Regions from separate parts of the Mus musculus genome. Here regions 2 and 3 are each linked to region 1. Evidence: chromatin contacts called from public HiChIP or PLAC-seq data. All regions are on one chromosome and are shown on one strand. Each heading gives the region's core, a stretch centred on a gene start, on an enhancer-like site or on the middle of the called end of the contact. The rest is flanking DNA. Distances are from core to core; before and after follow the strand shown.

Region 1 (2,595 bases), core at 69-2,568:
TTTTTTAAGAGAAAGCTGATGGATCCTTTTATGTCAGAGAGGTGATCATTGCCCAAGGCTCTGAGAATAAGGCTCTGAGAATCTTTGGACACTAGAACCACTTTTTAAACATTATTTTTATAATTAAAAATATTTTATTGGTACTGGAGAGATGGCTCAGTGGTTAAGAACACAGATAATACATGCAGGCAAACATTTATACATATAAAATAAGTTTTAAAATTATGTTTGAGTGCCTACAAATATGTATGTGGGCCACATGCATCCCATGCCTGCTGTATCCAGAAAGTGGGGGTGGGGGGTGGGTCTCCTGGAATTAGAGTTCTAGATGGTTGTGAGGTGGCATGTGGCATTGAACTTGAGGCATTGAGGTGAAAGGGTATTAAACCTGAGTCTCCAGCAAGAGCAGCAAGTGCTCTAACCACTGAGCAACACCTCTACCCCTATAGAAGCACGGGGACAAGAGAGTTCTCTGCCTACAAGGGCTGCAGGAGATGAGATGTTTTGCAGTGTCATGGAGCCCTTGAAGGTTCTGAGCATACTAGGCAGATTCCTGGCTGCCCCTGTTCTCCTCCTGTCCATCTTAGAATCTGCCCCCTTCTCCCTCAGAACTACCAAAGCCGGTCCTGCATTGTTCAAGAAAGTAGAGTCAAAGAGGGCTGAGATTTCAAGCTGCAGATGGCTTCAGACGTGGATTCTGCCAATGTTAGGCTTGCTTTAGAAGGGGATATTCCGTTAAGGTGGGGTATGGTAGTAGCAGGAAAGAACCCAGGTTCTGTCTGAGGTTAGCTTGGGCTTGGGTACCAGCTTGGATTAACTGTGCTACGTCAGGCTACAATGTTTCTTGACCTTTCTATGAGATCTACAGAGTTGAAACAATGATTTGAAGTATAGTCTCTAGCACAGTACAAAATCAAGGGGCAATAAACGGGGCTGGGCAGTGGTGGCACTCGCCTTTAATCTCAGCACTTGGGAGGAAGAGGCAGGTGGATCTCTGTGAGTTTGAGGCCAGCCTGGTCTACAGAGTGATGTCCAGGACAGCTGAAGCTACACACAGAGGAACCTTGTCTCGAAAACACCAAAGGTGGAAAAACAAATAAATGATGCAACTTGAGGACTGACTGAGAAGGGGTTTGCCCCTTCAAAGGGCTCAGGATAATAGCCTCTTCCTAGGCTCCAACCCCAGTCAACAACCCACAAGCCTTCTCCTATCTTCATTAAAACCCTTTGATGAATTATGCTTGGGCATGACGCAAGCGCTCTCCCCCTCCCCCTTGGGTTTCCCCTCCTCTTCCGGTTTTGGACCCGCCCCCTCCCCGTAGCGCCCCGCCTCCCGAAGCAGTTCCGGTTCGGCTGGCCGCTGCTGGCGGCACGGCTCCAAAGGGGCCGGAGCGATGCCCGCTGGTAGCCGAGCCGGCTCCCGCCTGCGCTCCGGCTCCCTCCCCCGGCCTTCGCGTCTGACTCTCAAGGCGCTGCGCCCCGCCTACGCGCCGAGGACCCCCGACTCCAACGGCGACTTAGACACCGGCTCCGAGCTGGGTCCCGGCAGCCCGGCTCCCACCGCGGAGGTGAGCGGGCGCCGAGGCTGATGAGAGGGGAGATTGGGGGGCGCCTGCAACCAAGGGTGAGTGGAGAGTCGGGGGCGCCAAGGGCCGCGGGGAGACGGTTGGGGAAGCCAGGGGAGGCCGCTCTGGAATGGAATCCGGAGAAAATCAGGGGGTTGAGCTGACCCGCGGGCAACAAGGGACGAGGCGCAGGGGCTGGGTCCTTGCTACCCGGCTAGGGGAGAAGGAACGTGCAAGAGGGGTCCCCGGAATCCAGACCTGGAGGAGGAGGTGCCCTGGGTTGTAGCCATAGAGATGAGGGATAGGGAGAGCTGGCCCCGGGCCTCCTGTAACCCGTAACCCGCATGAGGGCGAGGCAGCCGGGTGGGGACTGACAGCCACCTGACTCGGTGGGAATGGTGGCTGGTTTCGCAGGGCGGGAGTTAGGGTTGCCTGGAAAGAGGGAGGTGCTGTCGGGTGGGAAGGAGCTTGGCCTAAAGGTTAGAGAGGAAAAGTCCAGGGGAAAAAAAGGAGCCCTTGGGGATCTAATTTAGGGCCTTGGCTTTTTTACAGGTAAGTGTCTTTCAAGGTGTCAAAAATCTCTGGGTAGTGGATGACGGCTTTGGGGCTTGCCTGTTTGTGATCCCTTTAAGAAGCTAGATTGCGAGGGGCGGGTATGCATCGCTGATTCTCGTACAGGGACTGGGGGAGGCGATCGGAGAGAGGAAGTGATGTTCGTAGAGGGTAGTGATTTGTGAAAATAAAGATGTCACTCAGATTTCTTCTGACGCGAGTGGTTTCTTCTCCTCTGTGCTTCGTTTTTAAGAAGGTTCAGATGTCAGGCAAGTGTAAGTCTTTAGTACATTACCTTTAAATTAAAAAAATTAAATCTGCAAGGGGAATTTGGACGTTTGGATTTTACAGATAATTCAGTGCGAATTGTTAACACTTGAATACAGCTTGAGTTGGCCCGCATATTGGCCACAGGGTGGAAATATGGTCCGTGGAAATTCTTGGGTTTAAGAGGTCATTTACGACAAGAAGTGAAGCC
Region 2 (2,595 bases), core at 29-2,528, 450 kb before region 1:
GATCTGCCTGCCTCTGCCTCCTGAGTGCTGGCATTATGTTGTGCACTTCCACACCTGGCCTCATTTCTTAAAGCAAAACTCAACTTTTAATGCATTACAGACAGTTGATTGAGCCAGGCAGAGTGGCTCTTACCTGTAATCTCAGCGCTCTGGAGACTGAAGTAGGAAAATTGCTGCAAGTTTGAGGCCACTGTGGGTAACAAAGTCAGACCAAGCTTTAAGCAAATAAAAGCCAGGAAGGAAAGAAAAAGGACAGGGTGGAACGGGGCTGCAGGAGGATGTTTAGCTGTCTGCCTGGGGTTCTGTTTGTAGCTTTGCTCATCACCCAGCACAGGAGCGGATCTAGAACAGCCCTTCTTAAATGTTCTCGAATGAGAATGTCCAGGCTAAATCCCTGGTGCCATCTCTTCCTAGCTGTGGTCTTTGAGAAGCCATTTGTCTTATGTGTCATGTGTCGGTGTCCTTAGTATCTAATGAGATTAAAGTGGTGCCTTTCCCCCCAGGGTTTTAGTTTTAGCTAAGTGGGTAAATATATGTGGAAGACTTGGGGAAGAGTCTACCTAGCCCACGATAACTGTCAAGATTATAGCTGATAGTGTGACACTATCCTTACTGCTTACTTAGTGCTGGACATTTGACTCTCCTGTACACATACATCCTGGACTATGCCTGCCCCTCACTAACTCTGCAATAAAACACTTGGTTAAATCAAATTTATTCATCTACGTTATGGGTGGGTGGGTGGGTGGATAGATGGATAGAGAGATAGATCATTGATTCATCCTTTGGGAGCTAAGTTCTTTTATACTCTTGTGATTTTTCTTTTGGAGTTTTGAAGTCTCTCATCTTCCTGTTTCTGTCGCCTCTCTGTGATCAGGGTGACTTATATACATGTGTCTCCTCGTAGCGCTAATTACTTTGTACAGAGTAACTGGTCAGCCACCCATTAACTCTTCCACTAGTGTTTCATGCCGTGTCTGCTTGCCCTGTTCGTCTTGAGGACCTTGCTTTTGAGACCCTTCATTCTTCTGCTCTAAGCATCCTCACAGCTCTAAATCCCCTTCGTGTCAGATCTGTGCTAAGTGTTCCATTGCAGGACTCCTACGTACATACTCTCCTCATTTAAATGTGTTGGTTTGGGTATTGGTTTGTTTTGGTTTTTGATAGCTTGCATTTCCCCCTCACTCTTCTTTCTGAGAAAGAATACAGGAAGAAAGAGTCTCTGAAACCTACATGTCTAACATTTCACTTCCTCATTCATGTGGCATTCTAGGAAGAAATACATCTCTTCTGGAGTCTTGAGATCGTTGCTCTGTCATATTTTAACAGTAACTTCTTTTGGGAAGTCTAACTTCTTTCTCCCCCTCCTTCAGCCTTTGTAGTTCCTCTGCCTTTCCCCTAGCGTCTGTGTGTTTCTAAAGAATTCATCATAACTGACAACAGCGTAGGGGTTGTTTTCCTCATTATGCTTTTTAGTTTATCAATTCCTATAAATTTATTGCTATTCTGGAAAGTGCTTTTCATGAAATTTAACTTCCTTGGGTTAATCTCTGTCCCATTTTTTTCCTTTGCGGTTATTCTCTCCACCACCACCCCCCCCCCCACACACACACACACACACACACACATCTGTTAGGTAGCAAGACAGGAAGGTCAATGAGGATGGTGCTTTTACTCTCTGCACCTTTTGGTTAGTAGTCTAACTTTCATCGGTTGCTGGAAGGGTGGGTGGGTGGATGGACAGACATAAGAGCAGTCTCCCACTCTCTTTCTCCTTCTTTCCCCTCTCTCACAGTGAGTGGACACAGGCCCTCCCCTTGCATCCTCCTCCCTGTTTACTTCCATGATTTCTGCTCTGTCGCGAAATACAGCAGGGCCTTTTGGTACCAGAAGGCTTAGTGCTGTGTGAGTGTAAGAGCTATGAATCTCTCACTCTGGGATTCACTGGAGGTTTCTACTTGTTTGCTTTGGGGGTTCTGTTGTTGAGGTTGTTTTTAAGAGATGTTTTTGTACATAGAATTAATGGTCCTTGTCCTCCTTTTGGTTTTTTGTTTTTGTTTTTTTCAGTAGGAAATGAATTAGGTGGTAGCCATTGTGCTAATTATCTGGATTCCCTCAACCTTACCGTATTTTTTTAAACTATGCACTGACTGTTTTCCCCCATTTTATTCTGAAAAGACTTAATTTTAGAAAGTGTTCAGTGATTACTGTCCATAGTGGCACTGCCTTTAGTCAGGACGTAAGATGCAGAGGCATGCAGTTCAAGGCCACCCTGGTCTTCATACAGAGTCCCAGTTCAGCCATAGCTACGTAGTTAAGAGAGATCCTACGTTTAAAAAGAAAAAGTGTGGCAGGAGAGATGGCTCAGAGGTAAAAAGCACTGGCTGCTCTTCCAGAGGTCCCAGGTGTGAGTCCCAGCAGTCACGTGGCAGCTCACAGTCACAGGGAATCTGATGCCCACACAGGCAGATGTGCAGGCAAAACACCGATGCACATGAAATAGAAATAAATGTGAGGAGGAGGGGGAGAAGGGAGAGGAGGAGAAATAGTGTTCCGTGAGTATCCTCCTGGACTTGGAGGGCACTGCACTCACGT
Region 3 (2,595 bases), core at 68-2,567, 410 kb before region 1:
ACCTTCCCACCACATTTCTCCTCTGTTATCTTAAGTGGGCATTGTAGCAGCAATGAGATGGACTCTCATGGCAGTTTCAGCAGTTTCAATCCTCACTTCCCTGATGGCTAAGGATGTTGGATACTTTCTCAGAGTTTTATTGGCTGTTTGTATTTTTTGTTGTTGTTCTGACACAGGGACTCATGTGCCCTAGATTGGCTTTAAACTTGTTATGTATGAAGGATGACTTTGAACTCCTAATTTCCCTGCTGCTGCCCAGACACTAAGATTACAAGCCCATGCTACCACACCTTAATTCATCAGCCTGTCTACTGACTCAATGACTGGGGGGGGGGGGGGGGGGGGGTGTGGAATATTTAGGGCTTTTTTTCCCCCAGTTCTTTATATTTTTAGTATCTAGATATGAATTCCTTGATGTATAGTTGAAAGATGTTTTGTTGTTGGTTTTTGGTTTTTTGGGGTTTTGGGGTTTTTTTTTTTTTTTTTGGTTTTGGTTTTGGTTTTGGTTTTGGCTTTTTCCTGTTCTATAGGCTGTCTCCTCACTCTGGTAATTACTTATTTTGCTATGTGGAAGAATTTTAAAAGTTTTTTTTTTAATCACATTTATTTAGTGAGAGAGAGAGTGTGTGTTTCTGTGTGTGTGTTTGTGTTGTGTGTACACCATGCCGTGTGTTTGGAGGCCAGAGGACAATTTGTTGAACTCAGTTCTTTTCTTGAACCATGTAGGTCCCAGAGTGTGAGCTTAGGTCATCAGGCTTGGCATCAAGTGCCTTTACCCACTGATCCTTCTCACTCTCCCAGAAGCATTTTCATTTCGTGTAATCACATTTGTAGGTTCCTAGAGTTATTTTCCCTGCTTTGGAATCTTTTCCAGACATTCCCTGTCTACACCTATATGTTCTAGTATTTTACCTCTACCAGTTTCAGAATTTCAGCTCTTGTATTGGGTCTTTGATCCATGTATAATACTTTCTGTGCTGGAGTAAGTAGCCTTTGAGCATCTTGAAGTTACAATGCCTCGTTGCATTTCCAGATGTATGACAATTTTATGGTGAAGATAGACACACGGCATTCTGCAGCCAGGAGACTCTGATAATCATTGTCTTAGAGTAACTGATGTCAGAGCAATCACTTCTGACTCTCCCACAGTGTCCTTGCTTTACTCTGCCCGGGAAGGTGTAGAGAGACACCGCAGACAGGGCACTGACAGGTCAAAGCAGTGATTCCATACATGTGCAGGTTGGTGAGCCAACGTGGGTATGGGGAGTACTCGGCACTGAGGCAGCTGTGGTGTGAAGAACTCCACCTCAGCACGAGTGCATCTCTCAGTCCCCACGCTAGTCGGCCTTCCCCTCCAGTGCACACTATCACCTGCAGTGCTAGCCTGCAGCTGAACGAAGCAGGAGAGTGTGTCGAGCCTTTAAGGACCCTTGTCCCCTCCTGCTTCAAGGCGATGTTAATAGACCCAGCTCCTTGGTGGGATCTCCTATGGGTGATCACAGCTGCTCTGATTTAAGACAGCAATTGTCATGCTGTTCCCAGAGGACACTTCTTCTATAAATAGGCAGGCACTGCTTAGCTATGTTTTGTTCAGTAGTGGTCCTCTGAGACTAGAGGGAAAGTGACAGTCCTTATCATCTGGTGACTGCACAGGCATCATAGTGAAACACATTGTTCACTTGTTTATGGAGATGCTTGTGTAAATAAACCGACCAGGCATTCAAAAGTACAGCAGTTCTCCTGTGACTAGCCCATAACTTGATGATTGCGTCACCGCCGGCTTATGAATTTGCTGTACTGTACTTTAACAATGACTTTCAAACTGTGCATCTGCTTATTTAAACGTTTATTCTAATACCTGAATGTGTTATGCAGCAGCAGTTTTATGTATCTTTTATTTACTGCATCTCTCTTTTTTTTTTTTCTTCTTTTGTGGTGCTGGGGATTAAACCCAGGGCCTTTTGCATGCTAGCCAAGCTCTTTCCCTCTGAGCTGCATCCTCAGCTTCTTACTGTCTGTTGATTGCATCGAGTGATTGGCCTGTACCTTCAGGTTTGTGTAAGTACACTCTGTGATGTCCACACCATGCCAGCATCACCCCAGGATGCATCTCTCAGACCATACCATCAGTGAGCATGATGCATGCATGATGCAGTTCCGACAGTCCCAGCCACACCATCCCGAATGTCCCCCTGTAGTTGTCATGTCATTGTCCCTGGCTGTTTTAATGCAGTAGCTTCTTTTTTTTTTTTTTCTTTTTTTTTTATTAAATATTTTCTTCATTTACATTTCCAATGCTATCCCAAAAGTCCCCCATGCCCTCCCCCGCACTCCCCCTCCCCCTACTCCCACTCCCTGGCCCTGGCGTCCCCTGTACTGGGGCATATGAAGTTAATGCAGCAGCTTCTTGATGTCTGCCTTTTTCATTGTCTTAGGAGGTGGGGGTTCAGACAGGGTTTCTCTGTGTAGCCCTGGCTGTCCTGGAACTCACTCTGCAGACCAGGCTGGCCTCGAGCTCACAGAGTGTTAGGATTAAAGCTGCACACCACCACCACCTATTTTATTTTTTATGTAGACTTCCTTATATAGGAAGTG

Evidence for each region. HiChIP or PLAC-seq counts read pairs in DNA pulled down with a chosen protein or histone mark.
Region 2: a contact with region 1 is called in an H3K4me3 HiChIP or PLAC-seq map of bone marrow-derived macrophages, with 2.6 times the contacts expected there. The contact joins the enhancer-like site here to the promoter of Samd8 in region 1. A contact is called at or near these places in 13 of 39 promoter capture datasets (the 3T3-L1 cell line, 3T3-L1-derived adipocytes, the C10 cell line and 9 more), 3 of 15 datasets of contacts at CTCF or cohesin (the NIH/3T3 cell line, pro-B cells and stem cell-derived epiblast-like cells), 1 of 484 Hi-C or Micro-C datasets (the CH12 cell line), 6 of 115 datasets of contacts at active chromatin or transcription factors (bone marrow-derived macrophages, embryonic stem cells, large pre-B cells and 1 more) and 2 of 9 other capture datasets (adipose tissue and macrophages).
Region 3: a contact with region 1 is called in an H3K4me3 HiChIP or PLAC-seq map of bone marrow-derived macrophages, with 5 times the contacts expected there. The contact joins the enhancer-like site here to the promoter of Samd8 in region 1. A contact is called at or near these places in 7 of 39 promoter capture datasets (the C10 cell line, cranial neural crest, frontonasal cranial neural crest and 3 more), 2 of 15 datasets of contacts at CTCF or cohesin (large pre-B cells and stem cell-derived epiblast-like cells), 1 of 484 Hi-C or Micro-C datasets (large pre-B cells), 5 of 115 datasets of contacts at active chromatin or transcription factors (the 230-238 cell line, bone marrow-derived macrophages, embryonic stem cells and 1 more) and 5 of 9 other capture datasets (adipose tissue, embryonic stem cells, liver and 2 more).

What each region holds. Positions count from the first base shown.
Region 1 is chr14:21,749,213-21,751,807 of GRCm38.p6, forward strand. Samd8 (sterile alpha motif domain containing 8) reads left to right here and starts at 1,319. Exons shown (of 6, transcript NM_026283.3): 1 at 1,319-1,568. The coding sequence starts at 1,395.
Region 2 is chr14:21,298,678-21,301,272 of GRCm38.p6, forward strand. All of the region lies in intron 6 of Adk (adenosine kinase), which reads left to right. Among named protein-coding and RNA genes, the nearest start is that of Gm52152, 120 kb to the right of the region's middle. Within about 2 kb of position 1,279, at least 27 of the 459 cell types and tissues checked have an H3K27ac peak or open chromatin away from gene starts, as enhancers often do. A contact at or near this core is called in the CH12 cell line, bone marrow-derived macrophages and pro-B cells, where this site is marked.
Region 3 is chr14:21,334,549-21,337,143 of GRCm38.p6, forward strand. All of the region lies in intron 7 of Adk (adenosine kinase), which reads left to right. Among named protein-coding and RNA genes, the nearest start is that of Gm52152, 83 kb to the right of the region's middle. Within about 2 kb of position 1,318, at least 20 of the 459 cell types and tissues checked have an H3K27ac peak or open chromatin away from gene starts, as enhancers often do.